Regions from separate parts of the Zea mays genome. Here region 1 is linked to region 2. A link is a contact called in public Hi-C data. All regions are on one chromosome and are shown on one strand. Each heading gives the region's core, a stretch centred on a gene start, on an enhancer-like site or on the middle of the called end of the contact. The rest is flanking DNA. Distances are from core to core; before and after follow the strand shown.

Region 1 (6,069 bases), core at 2,044-4,543, 150 kb before region 2:
TCAAGGACATCTTCCGTTACCTACAAGGAAGCAAGGATCTTGTTTTGTTTTATCGAAAAAATCAAGATCTAAATCTTATCGGGTACGCTGACGCTGGATACCTGTCTGATCCACATTCAGGCAAATCCCAAACGGGATATGTATTTCTTTGTGGAGGACTACAATTTCATGGAAGTTGTCAAAACAAACTTTGGTCTCAACTTCAACAAACCACTCGGAAATTATTGCATTATATGAAGCCTCGCGTGAATGTGCATGGCTTCAAAGAATGATCAACCATATCAAATCTGCATGTGGGTTGAATATTGAGCAAACAACCCACAATCATTTATGAAGATAATGCAGCTTGTGTCGCACAAGTTTAAAGGGGCTATGTGAAAAGCAATCTTACAAAGCGTATAAACCCCAATTTTTTCTATGCACATGAGCTACATAAGATGAATGAGATTAAAATATTGCACACTAAGTCATGTGAAAATCTCGTAGATATGTTCACAAAGTCACTCCCCACGTCATCCTTTAAAAGATGCGTCCGAGGACTTGGAATGATGAGACTTAGATAATTGCATATCTCAGGGGGAGAAACTTCGCACACACCCAAATAAATCTTAAACGTAAATTTTAAGTACCCAAATAATATAGAAGATTAAATTATTATATTGGGTGAATTGTACTATTTTTCCCTTATGTGGGTTTTCATGAAAGTTTCTCACTAAGATTTTTGATGAGACAATTTGTGCGACACAACAAGCGTAAGCTATATACTCTTTCTCCAATTTTTCCTAATGGATTTTATGCGGTTTTGGGACATATGCATCTCGTGGCATTAGACCAAGGGGGAGTGTTAAGAAACCCTTCTTGGGCTAGGAAGACCCATGTGGCCCATATGCCTGAAACCCTAGTTTATGTCAATAAATAGAGAGGAGATCCACATATCATGTAACCTTGGACAGCAGCACTATGCAGTAATAAAGAGTCAGTCCTTCTCTATACTCTTGTCTCCTTGTGTTATACTATTATTCAGTTAAGGAGCCCTTGGACTACACTCGGTAGCAAGAGGTTTTTAACAGGTATACCCGACCAAAGATCTCGCTGACTAAAACTATATTTTGCGTCGAGGGAGCTGAAAAATTGAGCTTCACATGGCTCCTCCACGCTGCGGCAGATGCATCACGCGGTCATGCTGCAGTTTACCTCAACAACACGAAGGGGTCAAAGGGGCCTCTCCGACACAGCCCAGGCCCTCGCCGCGGGGGGCGCGCACTAGAACTCTATCTAATCTAGATATAAGACCGTCTGCAAAACACTATTTTACAATATTTTGTATTGTAGATTTGTATTGTTCGTATATTAAAGTTTAAATATGGATATCTGTTCGTTTATTGAAGTTTACATATGTATATAACAATAGATAAGCTACTGGAGATAGATTTTCTAAAGGAATAGATAACCAGCTCTACAAAACTCTCTGCTAAAAAAGGTTTGAATGCATAGATACTAGGGTGGACTCTAAATGTTGTGAACGTATCTAGTGTTTAATGGGGTACAATACTCATGTGTATATTTAAACATGGGTCATTTTGTTTCTAACGACAACACCAATTTTATAAATATCACCTTCACCTCTCTCGCAGGCCAGGAGTGATTCTTTGTAAAATTAGCTCCTACCATTAGATGCAAAATAGATGTCCTAGATTTAAAATATACACGTTAGCATCGTACCTCTTGAGCTTGACCAAGAGACTGACTCGGGAACAAAACTCTGCTCTGATAAGCGAGCAAACATTTCCATGATTGTGGTTTCGGGTAATAGCAACTATAAAAATTAAGGCAAGAGCTGATGGGAAGTCAACGTTATTGACTTAGGGCTTGTTTGGGATAGCTCTTTTATGAGAATTTGGGTTCCTGGATAATTTAGCTATTATGAGAATCTGGATATCGCCGGGACTTACGCGCGATGAAGATGAGGAGGAAGAGGTCTCCATGGTTTAGGTTTAGGAAGCTGTGGATTTCCATCATTGCGACGACTCGTTAGATTCTGGATTCACATTGATTTAAGCAGTTTTTAGGGCTAGTTTGGGAACTACGTTTTCCCAAAGAAAAACTAATTTTTCTTGAAAAAATGAAAATCCCGTGAGAAATGAGGTTTCCAAACTAGCCCTTAAGGTTTTAAAAAACGGATGAAAAAACTAACTTTTCACTGCCACAAGTTGACTCTGACGGCCAGATACGGCAAGATGCCAAAAGATTTTGATTACCAAATTGTTTATGCTGTTTTGATTGGAAAAATATTTTTTATTAAAATCTAAATCAAGCGGTGCTGTGACTAATCAAACTATTAACTAAATCTTGATTAGCTTATTGTCTAACCTAGACTAAATATAAATGTATGTCTAGGATCATCGATGAAAATTGCCATTATCATCGACTCATAAATCAATCATTGACACACCAGCAATAACTTATTGTTGTCTTTAATAAAAAGACTGTAACTATTGTGTAGGCCTTGTTTGGAAGCATGTTATTAAAAAACACTTTCTATCGTGAGTTTTCAGAAACCAGTTTAAGAAAAAAAAAGTTGTGTAGGGTGTTTGAAACCGTGTTTCTAATTGTTTTTGATCCATAATTATTAGCATACTATTCCTCTATTTTAAAAAGCGATGTCAATAGATGTAAGTTCCATAAAACCAATAAGGGCATGATGTAACTAAAGAAACAAAAGCTGATTTTATCGAGGGAGTTGGTTTTTAAGAAATTGAAAATCCGGTTTCTATAAATTAGGACATAAATTGGTATATTTGAAACTACTATAGATTCTTAAAAATTGGATGCTTTAAAAGATGCTCTTAATATTATCTTATATTATAGATGTTATAGTCATTATAAAATAAATCCCAGATATGAAATTTTGAAGAAACGATCAATTAGAAACATGAATTAAATGATGTTTGATAGTTTTTCAATGTATGCTTGGTAGACTAAAAACACAAGACAGCAGAATACGTAATCACGAAAACACAATCATACATATCATATTCCTATCTCGAGGAACAAAAACAGATGACAAAAGGTTCAACAAACAATTGCTTGTCATGTTTATGTAGCGCATCAAACACAAAGTTGATGTTACTGTACGGCAGGGCATCCCTTGCATCCTTCCCTACCGTTGGATCTGAAGACGGAGCAACGAGCAGCGGTGCCGACAGGGACGCCCTACCGGCCGCTATAAAGGCTCCCCGCGAGGCTGGCGGACAGCCCTGCTGAGTCTCTCACCTGCTGGCGGAGGCGGCCCCCAAAAGCCAAATTCCCCAACCCACACCACCTCCACACTCCAGTAAGCACCCCGCCTCCCCCCTCGATCTCCCTCCTCCAATTCCTTCTGCTGCTGCGACTGAATCGAATTGCTCCACTGCTACTAATCTCTATACTACTACTGCTTGCTCCTGTTTCAATCGATCAATCATGCCGCGCGTAGGTTTTTTCCGGCGCAAAGGTAACGAGCGAACACGAGCCCCGGTTTCCCGACCCCCTCTCCCAGATCCGCAGCGCGCCCGCGCGATTCCGTCCGCCCGACGCGAGTTCCCCTGTGTATTTTTTTTGTGATGATTTTTTTGACCTCTTTGCCTGGTCTAGGGTTAGGGTTTGCTGTCGGCGATGTCGGATCGGCAGCCGTCGGAGGAGCCGGAGGAGCAGGTGGACCTGGAGGGGGACGACGACGGCATGGACGACGACGACGCCGGGTACCGTCGCCGCGGAAGCCGGGACGACTCGGAGGAGCCCGAGGAGGATGACGACAATGACGAGCGCCACGGCGACGCCGACGACGACGCCGGGATGGAGCCGGAGCCGGCCGGAAGTAAAGGCGGGGATGACACGGGCAAGGGGCCCGACGTCGCCGGTGGCGGGCCCGAGGACGAGGAGGAGAGGAGCAAGTGGGATGACATGCTCGCCCTGCCGCCCCATGGCTCTGAGGTCTTCATTGGTGGCCTGCCCCGCGACATCACGGAGGAGGACCTCCGTGAGCTGTGCGAGCCGTTGGGAGAAATATATGAGGTCAGTTTCACGCGACACACGAACCCTGCCGTTTCCTCTTACCATCAGCTTGTTACATGCATGAGGGTTGTAATGTGGGTCTCTGTGGGGGTCAATGGAATGGCAGGTGAGGTTGACCAAGGATAAGGACACAAAGGAGAACAAGGGGTTCGCCTTTGTCACCTTCATGGACAAGGAGGCTGCGCAGCGCGCCATCGAGGATGTGCAAGACAGGGAGTTCAAGGTAGCTACTAATTTTGGCGACCTTCTGAGCTGCTGATTGTTCTACCTAACACTGGGTTTCCACATTCTGTCATGTGTTCTGCGCAATGTGCTTATATCCGATGGTTTTTGGTGCTGTAGGGGAGGACTTTGCGGTGCTCTCTGTCGCAGGCAAAGCACAGGCTGTTTGTTGGGAATGTGCCCAAGGGGCTGAGCGAGGAGGAGCTTACCAACACTATCAAGGGGAAGGGTCCAGGTGTTATCAACATTGAGATGTTTAAGGTGTGCTTTGTGGTTTCGTGCTTGTTTTCGTTTGTACACCACAAGTTCCAGATTCACTAATATTGAGATGCTGTTTGCACAGGATCAGCATGACCCAAACCGTAACCGTGGCTTCCTCTTTGTTGAGTATTACAACCATGCCTGCGCAGACTATGCCAGGCAGAAACTTTCATCTCCAAACTTCAAGGTTGATGGGAGCCAGTTGACTGTTAGTTGGGCTGAACCTAAGGGTTCAACAGATGCTTCATCTGCAGCTGCTCAGGTAGACATTTGGGCTAAAAATTCAAATTCAAATTCTATTGTATTGTTATATTTCAATTTTTAGGCCTTTTGGTTTTGCAATGATAGGCTTGTGCAAGTCTGTTTCCTACCGTCCTAGATGAATTGGCAATTTGATGTAAATGAATCCCTGTTTGCCTTTTTCTTCTGTCATAATCTGTTAGGAACAGGATGTGGCCACTGAAAAATGAAAAAAACAAAAGAAGTATTAAATATTTGGGGCTTAATAGTTGTATTTGCTGATTAGTCATTTTGCACTTTGATATTTTGGTAAAAGGTTTAGTGCCTTTTCTAAATCAGGCCTGAGTTTATGGTGTTGTATGAAGAACTGAGTGCTATGTGGGCATGTTTCTAATGCCTAATCTTCTCCTAGATTGATAGCTATAAATTGGTATGATGGCATGTTCTGCCTCGGTGAACTAGTCAGCTTATCTTTGAACTGCTGTGTGTGTAATGTGGATTCTTGGGGATTGGCTATGCAAAATACTTTTGTTGATTGTTAGACTTACTTGGTAATATACATTAATTGACTTGTCATTATTTCAACATGTGCTAGCTGTATACTCATTAGATGAGTATCCTGTTTCTTTAGAGCAATCTTTGCTTCTAAATTTTTGTATGCAGAAATTGCCCTTCTCTGTTGACTGAGGATTTGAATATTTGCTACAATTACTCAGGTGAAGACTATATATGTGAAGAACCTACCTGAAAATGTTTCTAAAGAGAAGATAAAGGACCTGTTTGACAAACATGGAGAGGTCACAAAAATCGTTCTGCCTCCTGCCAAGGCTGGTCATAAGAGAGACTTTGGCTTTGTTCACTTTGCAGAAAGATCAAGTGCATTGAAGGCAGTTAAAGGAAGTGAAAAATATGAAATCGATGGTAAACTTCTCTACCTGCTATCATCCAGTTTCCTGTGAAATTCAGAGCCACAGTAGCAGCACAATCAGAATTTGTTTTTGAACAAAATTATCAGAAATTATCCGTAGTTGAATCACATAAAAATCACATCAGTTTCTATTGGTGCCGATACTGATTACTTGGGCATCTCTCTCTCGCCTTGCAGTACAATTGATTATTTTATTTAGATCTTGAGTGACATTTATTGGTATAAAAGGAGTTTTAGTTGCTAGAACTGCTTTGTCATGAATAGATCCATATTAGATGTAACCTTTGGGCTTACTTGATGCAGGTCAAGTACTGGAAGTGTCCATGGCCAAACCATTGGCAGATAAGAAACCTGATCATTCACAC
Region 2 (6,763 bases), core at 3,099-5,598:
TCACCCGCAGGTACTTTTGGGCGTGCCTCTGGGCCCCTAGCCGACCCCCAACGAACGGGGTACGGACGCCCACTCGGATTACCCGCTTGCAGCTCACCGGAGACACCATGTTCGGTGCCCATCGAGGGTAACATGGCGCACTCCCCCCCTCCTCCTTGCGGAAAGGCGACGTAGGGGCGTATGTAAAAAGTCGAGTCTGTCCCTGATCGTCCTCTCGCCCTGTGCAGAGGCTCGGGGCTGCTCTCGCAAAAACCGGCTCCGGCCAAACCGTTGACAGCGTCAACATACCAGCCCGAGAGCTTGGGCCCCGACCGTGCACCCGGGCTACGGCCAGTTCGCATGAGGGAACGACCAGACCAGCCGAAGCATTACGCAAGGTATTAAGACCTCGAAGGAGTGTAACCACTCCTCCGAGGCCTCGGGGGCTACACCCGGTGGGTGCGCTCACGCGCACCCACCGGAACAAAATGCAACCGAGAAAGGCTGGTCCCCTTGCAAAAAAGTGCGACGAAAGCCTCCAAGCGAGTGCTAACACTCCCTTCGAGGCTCGGGGGCTACTGTCGGGGACCATAATTAGGGGTACCCTCAAGACGCCTAATTCTCAGCTGGTAACCCCCATCAGCATAAAGCTGCAAAGGCCTGATGGGTACGATTAAGTCAGGGATCAGTCCACACGAGTGACTCGATCACGCTTCACCCGAGCCTAGCCTCGGCCAAGGGCAGCCGACCTCGAGAGACTTCCGTCTCGCCCGAGGCCCCCCTTTTTACGGCGGACACATCATCGGCTCGCCCGAGGCCTTGGCTTCGCTCAGAAGCGACCCTGACTAAATCGCCACACCGACTGACTGAGTTGCAGGAGCATTTAACGCAAAGGGTGAGTCAGACAGTCAGGCCTTGCCAAAGGCGCCACGGCGAACTCCGCTCCGCCCGACCCCAGGGCTCGGACTCGGGCTAAGACCCGGAAGACGGCGAACTCCGCTCCGCCCGACCCCAGGGCTCGGACTCGGGCTAAGACCCGGAAGACGGCGAACTCTGCTCCGCCCGACCCCAGGGCTCGGACTCGGGCTAAGACCCGGAAGACGGCGAACTCCGCTCCGCCCGACCCCAGGGCTCGGACTCGGGCTAAGACCCGGAAGACGGCGAACTCCGCTCCGCTCGACCCCAGGGCTCGGACTCGGGCTAAGACCCGGAAGACGGCGAACTCCGCTCCGCCCGACCCCAGGGCTCGGACTCGGGCTAAGACCCGGAAGACGGCGAACTCCGCTCCGCCCGACCCCAGGGCTCGGACTCGGGCTAAGACCCGGAAGACGACGAAACTCCGCCTCGCCCGACCCCAGGGCTCGGACTCCGCCCTGGCCTCGGCCAAACGACCTCCGCCTCGCCCGACCCCATGGCTCGGACTCGGCCTCGGCAACAGAAGACAGACTCAACCTCGGCTTCGGAGGAGCCCCCACGTCACCCCGCCTAGGGCACAGACCCGCCACGTCAACAGGAGGCGCCATCATTATCCTACCCCGAATCGACTCGGGTCACGGAGAACAAGACCAGCGTCCCATCCGGCCAGCTCCGCCAGATGGGCAATGATGGCGCTCCACAAGCTCTGTGACGACGGCGGCCCCCAGCTCTCTTACGGAAGCAGGGCGACGTCAGCAAGGACTCGACCGCTCCAACAGCTGTCCCTCCGCCAGGCTCCGTCGCACCTCCGACAGCCACGACATCACGCCAGCAAGGTGCCAAGACCTCTCCGGCTGCCACATTGGCATGTACCTAGGGCGCTAGCTATCTCTCCGCTAGACACGTAGCACTCTGCTACACCCCCCATTGTACACCTGGATCCTCTCCTTACGACTATAAAAGGGAGGACCAGGGCCTTCTTAGAGAAGGTTGGTCGCGCGGGACCGAGGACGGGACAGGCGCTCTCTTGGGGCCGCTCGCTTCCCTCACCCGCGTGGACGCTTGTAACCCCCCTACTGCAAGCGCACCCGACCTGGGCGCGGGACGAACACGAAGGCCGCGGGACTTCCACCTCTCTCACGCTCGACTCCGGCCACCTCGCCTCTCCCCCCTTCGCGCTCGCCCACGCGCTCGACCTATCTGGGCTGGGGCACGCAGCACACTCACTCGTCGGCTTTGGGACCCCCCTGTCTCGAAACGCCGACATATATATATATATATATATATATATATATATATATATATATATATATATATATATATATATATATATATATATATATATATATATATATATATATATACACACACACACGAGTACTGCCCGGCCGGCCGTGTCTCTCTCCGTCTCGATCGCTACCTAGTCTTGTTCATGTTTTCTCGGACACACATGACCAGGGCCGTTCCTGACTTTTGAGGGGCCCGGGACAAGATTATAAACATAGGCCCCAACACCATAAAAACTATTTTTTACTATTATATATACTCCCTCCGTTTCGTTTTAGTTGTCGTTGGATAGTACAAAATTGAACTATCCAGTGACAACTAAAAAGAAACGGAGGGAGTATCAACTAATTATACTTGATGTACCACAAAAAGACTTGAGCAGTAAAAAATATAAGTAAGATTATTACCTTAAATATATTTTAGAGATCAATTTAAAAATGTTTTCTAACATTTCTAGATGCAAAATCATCAATGATGGCTTCAATATTGACATCATCTAATAATTTCTTCTCAATACATAAAGTTGCTAGCCCGTCTAACCTTTCTTGAGACATTGCAGACCTTAAATAATTCTTCAATAACTTAAGCTTTGAGAAGCTCCTTTCAGCTGATGCCACCGTTATTGGTATAGTAAATAATATCCGATAAGCAACAAATATATTGTGATAGCAATCCATTCTCATAACAAACTCAAAAATATATTGGTATAGTAAATAATATCTGTTTCTATCATATATTCTTATTGGACTTTGTGTGCGGTGGGGCCCCTGGAAGATGGGGGCCCAGGTCGGCCGCCCCTCCCGTCCTACCTCAGGCACGGCCCTGCACATGACGCGACGACACGTACGACACGATGCATGCATGGCAATGGGTACGGTACTATATATGATGACTCAGTATTGCGTATCATGCTATACATTGCCATTTTTTCTTGGCTTAGGCTATATATAAGTTCATCACAAGTTGAACCCACGAGTGGAGTAATGCAATGCATCCACACACGTATGCTCGCCCTTGTTGCCGCCCTCCGTGGTGCGAGCGTACGTATGCGAGTTTTGAGTGGAATGTGAGGTCAAGAGGCCAGCTGGCGAGCGAGACGGTGCGGACAACCAATCATATAGTATATGCATGCATGTTCATGTACCGATATAATCACTCTACATATATTCATACCTATATATGTCGTGTCGACAATATAGTGCACATGCATGGGAGTGGAGGAGGAAGGTAGGAAAGAACGAAACCCTTTTGTTTTAGAGGTGTCAATGGGACCCGATACCCGTTAATCTATATAGAATTCATTTTATTAGGGTTAGGGTTAGGGTATATATAGAAAGATTTTAATAAAGATTTGGGTGAAATTCTTCCCCACAATGGATGGGTATGTGAGTATGGGAATGGAAAATTCATCAGTAAAATTAGGTGTGCAACCCAAAAGTCAATAAGCCCAACATCTAACTCTGCCTCTTCCAATAACCCCTTTAAGCACCTATCTAAACTTTGTTTTTGCTTGTTCTGAATGGCTAAACAATGTTTTTTCTTATTAAATGTCAGATTTATTCGTGATATATTATTGTTGGTTGTATTATGGTTGTTAATGTCATATAAAATATAACTTGATCATGTATTTCTTGTTGAGGATGTGGATTTATTGGGACCTGATACCCGAATGAGGATAGGTATGGACAATTCTTATATCCATGATGAGTATATATATGGGGATGGATATAACTTCATATAGATGGGTACGGGGTGTCCCAAGAATTACCCGTTGATACCTCTACCTTGGCATGTCCTCTCCCTTTCTCTCTCTTAATTCTACCGCTATCACTGCTCGTACCAGCAAGGATGCATGCATGCAGCCACCTTTCCTCTTTCTGTCTCTGTCAGGAGTGGGTGGCAAAACCAACCCTGCCGCTCGCAGCTCTGGGCTAGCTGCTGCAGTGCATGCACTGGCTGACGACCGCTGGAAATGAAATGATGGCAATATGATTCATAGATGGATCCATGGACAAGCCCGATCCGTCTGCTGCCAAAATGCCTATTGGGTAGCAAAAAATACCCCCCCCCCCCCCCCAACCCCCACCATGACGTACTATATATAAGCGCGCGCCTTTCCTCCCCTGCCAGTCTGCCACCAGCAATTCCCTTCTCATTCCTCATCATCGTCTTCCTCCTCTGGCCTTCCCATCTTCTTCCTCTCGTCCTCGATCGATCATCCTGCTAACTAGCTAGAGGTCTGGCACTAGCTGCTAACTAGAAAAAAGGAAGAAAGCAAGCAAGCTAAGAAGGAATTGAAGATCGTATCATCAATGAGCATCTCGGTGAACGGGCAGTCGTGCGTGCCGCCGGGGTTCCGGTTCCACCCCACGGAGGAGGAGCTGCTCAACTACTACCTCCGCAAGAAGGTGGCCTCCCAGCAGATCGACCTCGATGTCATCCGCGACGTCGACCTCAACAAGCTCGAGCCATGGGACATCCAAGGTACGGTATACTTACCACCATATACCTTCCATCTCCGAGGTCCGAGCAAAGCATCAGCTCGTGATCATAGGATCGGATCGGAGCTGGTGACCTGATGGTCATGTCACACGAGCATGAACGTGAGCTGATCATCGTACGTCCATGGCGCTGATCATCGGGGTTAGTTATCGATTCTGCGTGCATGCAGAGAGATGCAAGATCGGGTCGGGTCCCCAGAACGACTGGTACTTCTTCAGCCACAAGGACAAGAAGTACCCGACGGGGACGCGCACCAACCGCGCTACGGCCGCCGGCTTCTGGAAGGCCACCGGCCGCGACAAGGCCATCTACAGCGCCGTCAGGCGCATGGGCATGCGCAAGACGCTCGTCTTCTACCGGGGCCGCGCGCCGCACGGCCACAAGTCCGACTGGATCATGCACGAGTATCGCCTGGACGACCCTGACGCCGCCGCCGTCGCCGCCACGGTAAGCATGCCTGCACTGCATGCATGCATCCTCCGGCTCGATCAGATCAGATCTTCCATCCCCAGTTCCCCTGGTAGTGGTAGATAATATAATTGTCTGTGTCGTTACTAATCTCTGCAACAATTCACGTACGCCACCATTAATAAACAATTATATGTGTGTGGATGGAACCATGGATCGGAGGCGGTGGTGCAATCATACGAGTACGTACGGCTGCCCGCCTTGATTTGATCCAGCTCCAGACGTGAGATGAAGAAAAACCCTCTTGTTTGATTGATTGATCGATGAGGAGAGCAGTAGGAGGGACGGAGGCAGTACTAATTATTGAACTTTGCCATGTGCTAGCTTCATGTGCCTTAAAAAGGTAGCAACAAATACAATTAACACCGCTGGCGATGTCGTGTTGGACAGGTAGCCGCTGCTGCCGCGTCGTCCGACGGCGGGCAGGAGGACGGCTGGGTGGTGTGCAGGGTGTTCCAGAAGAAGCACCACCACAAAGAGTCGTCAGGCAGATGCCGCAGCAAGCGCGGCAGTAAAACCGAACACGGGCACGGCGAGGCCAAGACGGCGGCGCACCAACGCCACGGCTGCGGCCTGCAGTACTCCTCCAACGACGACACGCTGGACCATATGCTGGGCAGGCGGTCCTGCAAACAGGAGCACGAGCTGCTGCCGCTGCCGCCGCCGGCGGCTGCGCGGGCGGCGTCCAGGTACATCCGGCCCATCGAGACCGTGCTGGGCGGGCACGGGTTCATGAAGCTGCCCCCGCTCGAGAGCCCGGCGGCGGCGGAGGCGCTGACGACGCCGCACGCCGTCTCTGCAGGCGACGCCACCGCCGCCGGGGCCCTCGACGGCCTCCACCGCGCCGGGAACGGGATCACGGACTGGGTCATGATGGACCGGATGGTGGCGTTGCACCTCAACGGGCAGGCACCCGCCGCGGACCAGCTCGGCAGCTGCTTCGACGCCAGCGCGGACGGCGGCGGCCTCGCCTGCTTCTACTCCGCTGCCGCCAACAGGCTGCTCGGCGGCGGCGACGACGACCTGTGGAGCTTCACGCGATCGTCGTCGACGGAGCGGCTGGGCCATGTGTCGCTTTAGACAGACGCCCGGCCGTTCGTCGTCGATCGCCTTACTTATGTACGTACGTACGTCGTAGGGAATTAGGGATCGGGAAAGCACTGCCGCATGTGTGTGTGTGGCTCAGTGGCTGGCCACACAACCTATCTCCGCCGTCCATCTCGCTTGCGGGTCCCACACACAAAGCTCCGGTGAACTTGGGTCAGATTGATTGAACCATATATATCCTCGATGACAATCGGTTCTTCAACTTCATTAACAAACAACCCTAGTTTATTTTAAAACTAAAACACGATAAATAAAAAAGAACGGAGAGAGAGTACTATATATATATAGAACCAGTAATGCGATATGCTTGTTTGACATCCTCGGACCATAGGGACCATAGGAGTAGGAGCAAGTTTCTTCTTTCTTTCTAGGCACATAAAAACTTGCTTAGGAGGTGACAATCGGTCTTTCTTTTTTTATGGGCCGATCCACTGAATCGGGCCTTTTATTGCTTGATTTGCTTGTTGATAAGGGCATGTTTGTTTGTGATTGCAATATATCTAGA

Evidence for each region. A called contact is a pair of places that touch in the nucleus more often than the background predicts.
Region 1: a Hi-C map of leaf shows a contact between it and region 2, with 6 times the contacts expected there. The contact joins the promoter of LOC100191663 here to the promoter of LOC100272652 in region 2. A contact is called at or near these places in 4 of 25 Hi-C or Micro-C datasets (ear, leaf and tassel).

What each region holds. Positions count from the first base shown.
Region 1 is chr4:40,226,238-40,232,306 of Zm-B73-REFERENCE-NAM-5.0, reverse strand. It overlaps LOC100191663, which reads left to right and starts at 3,293. Exons shown (of 10, transcript NM_001137092.1): 1 at 3,293-3,334; 2 at 3,476-3,493; 3 at 3,634-4,053; 4 at 4,160-4,276; 5 at 4,396-4,536; 6 at 4,619-4,798; 7 at 5,493-5,697; 8 at 6,008-6,069. The coding sequence starts at 3,655.
Region 2 is chr4:40,073,084-40,079,846 of Zm-B73-REFERENCE-NAM-5.0, reverse strand. LOC100272652 reads left to right here and starts at 4,348. Exons shown (of 3, transcript NM_001147110.1): 1 at 4,348-4,665; 2 at 4,853-5,130; 3 at 5,542-6,763. The coding sequence starts at 4,494. The coding sequence ends at 6,231.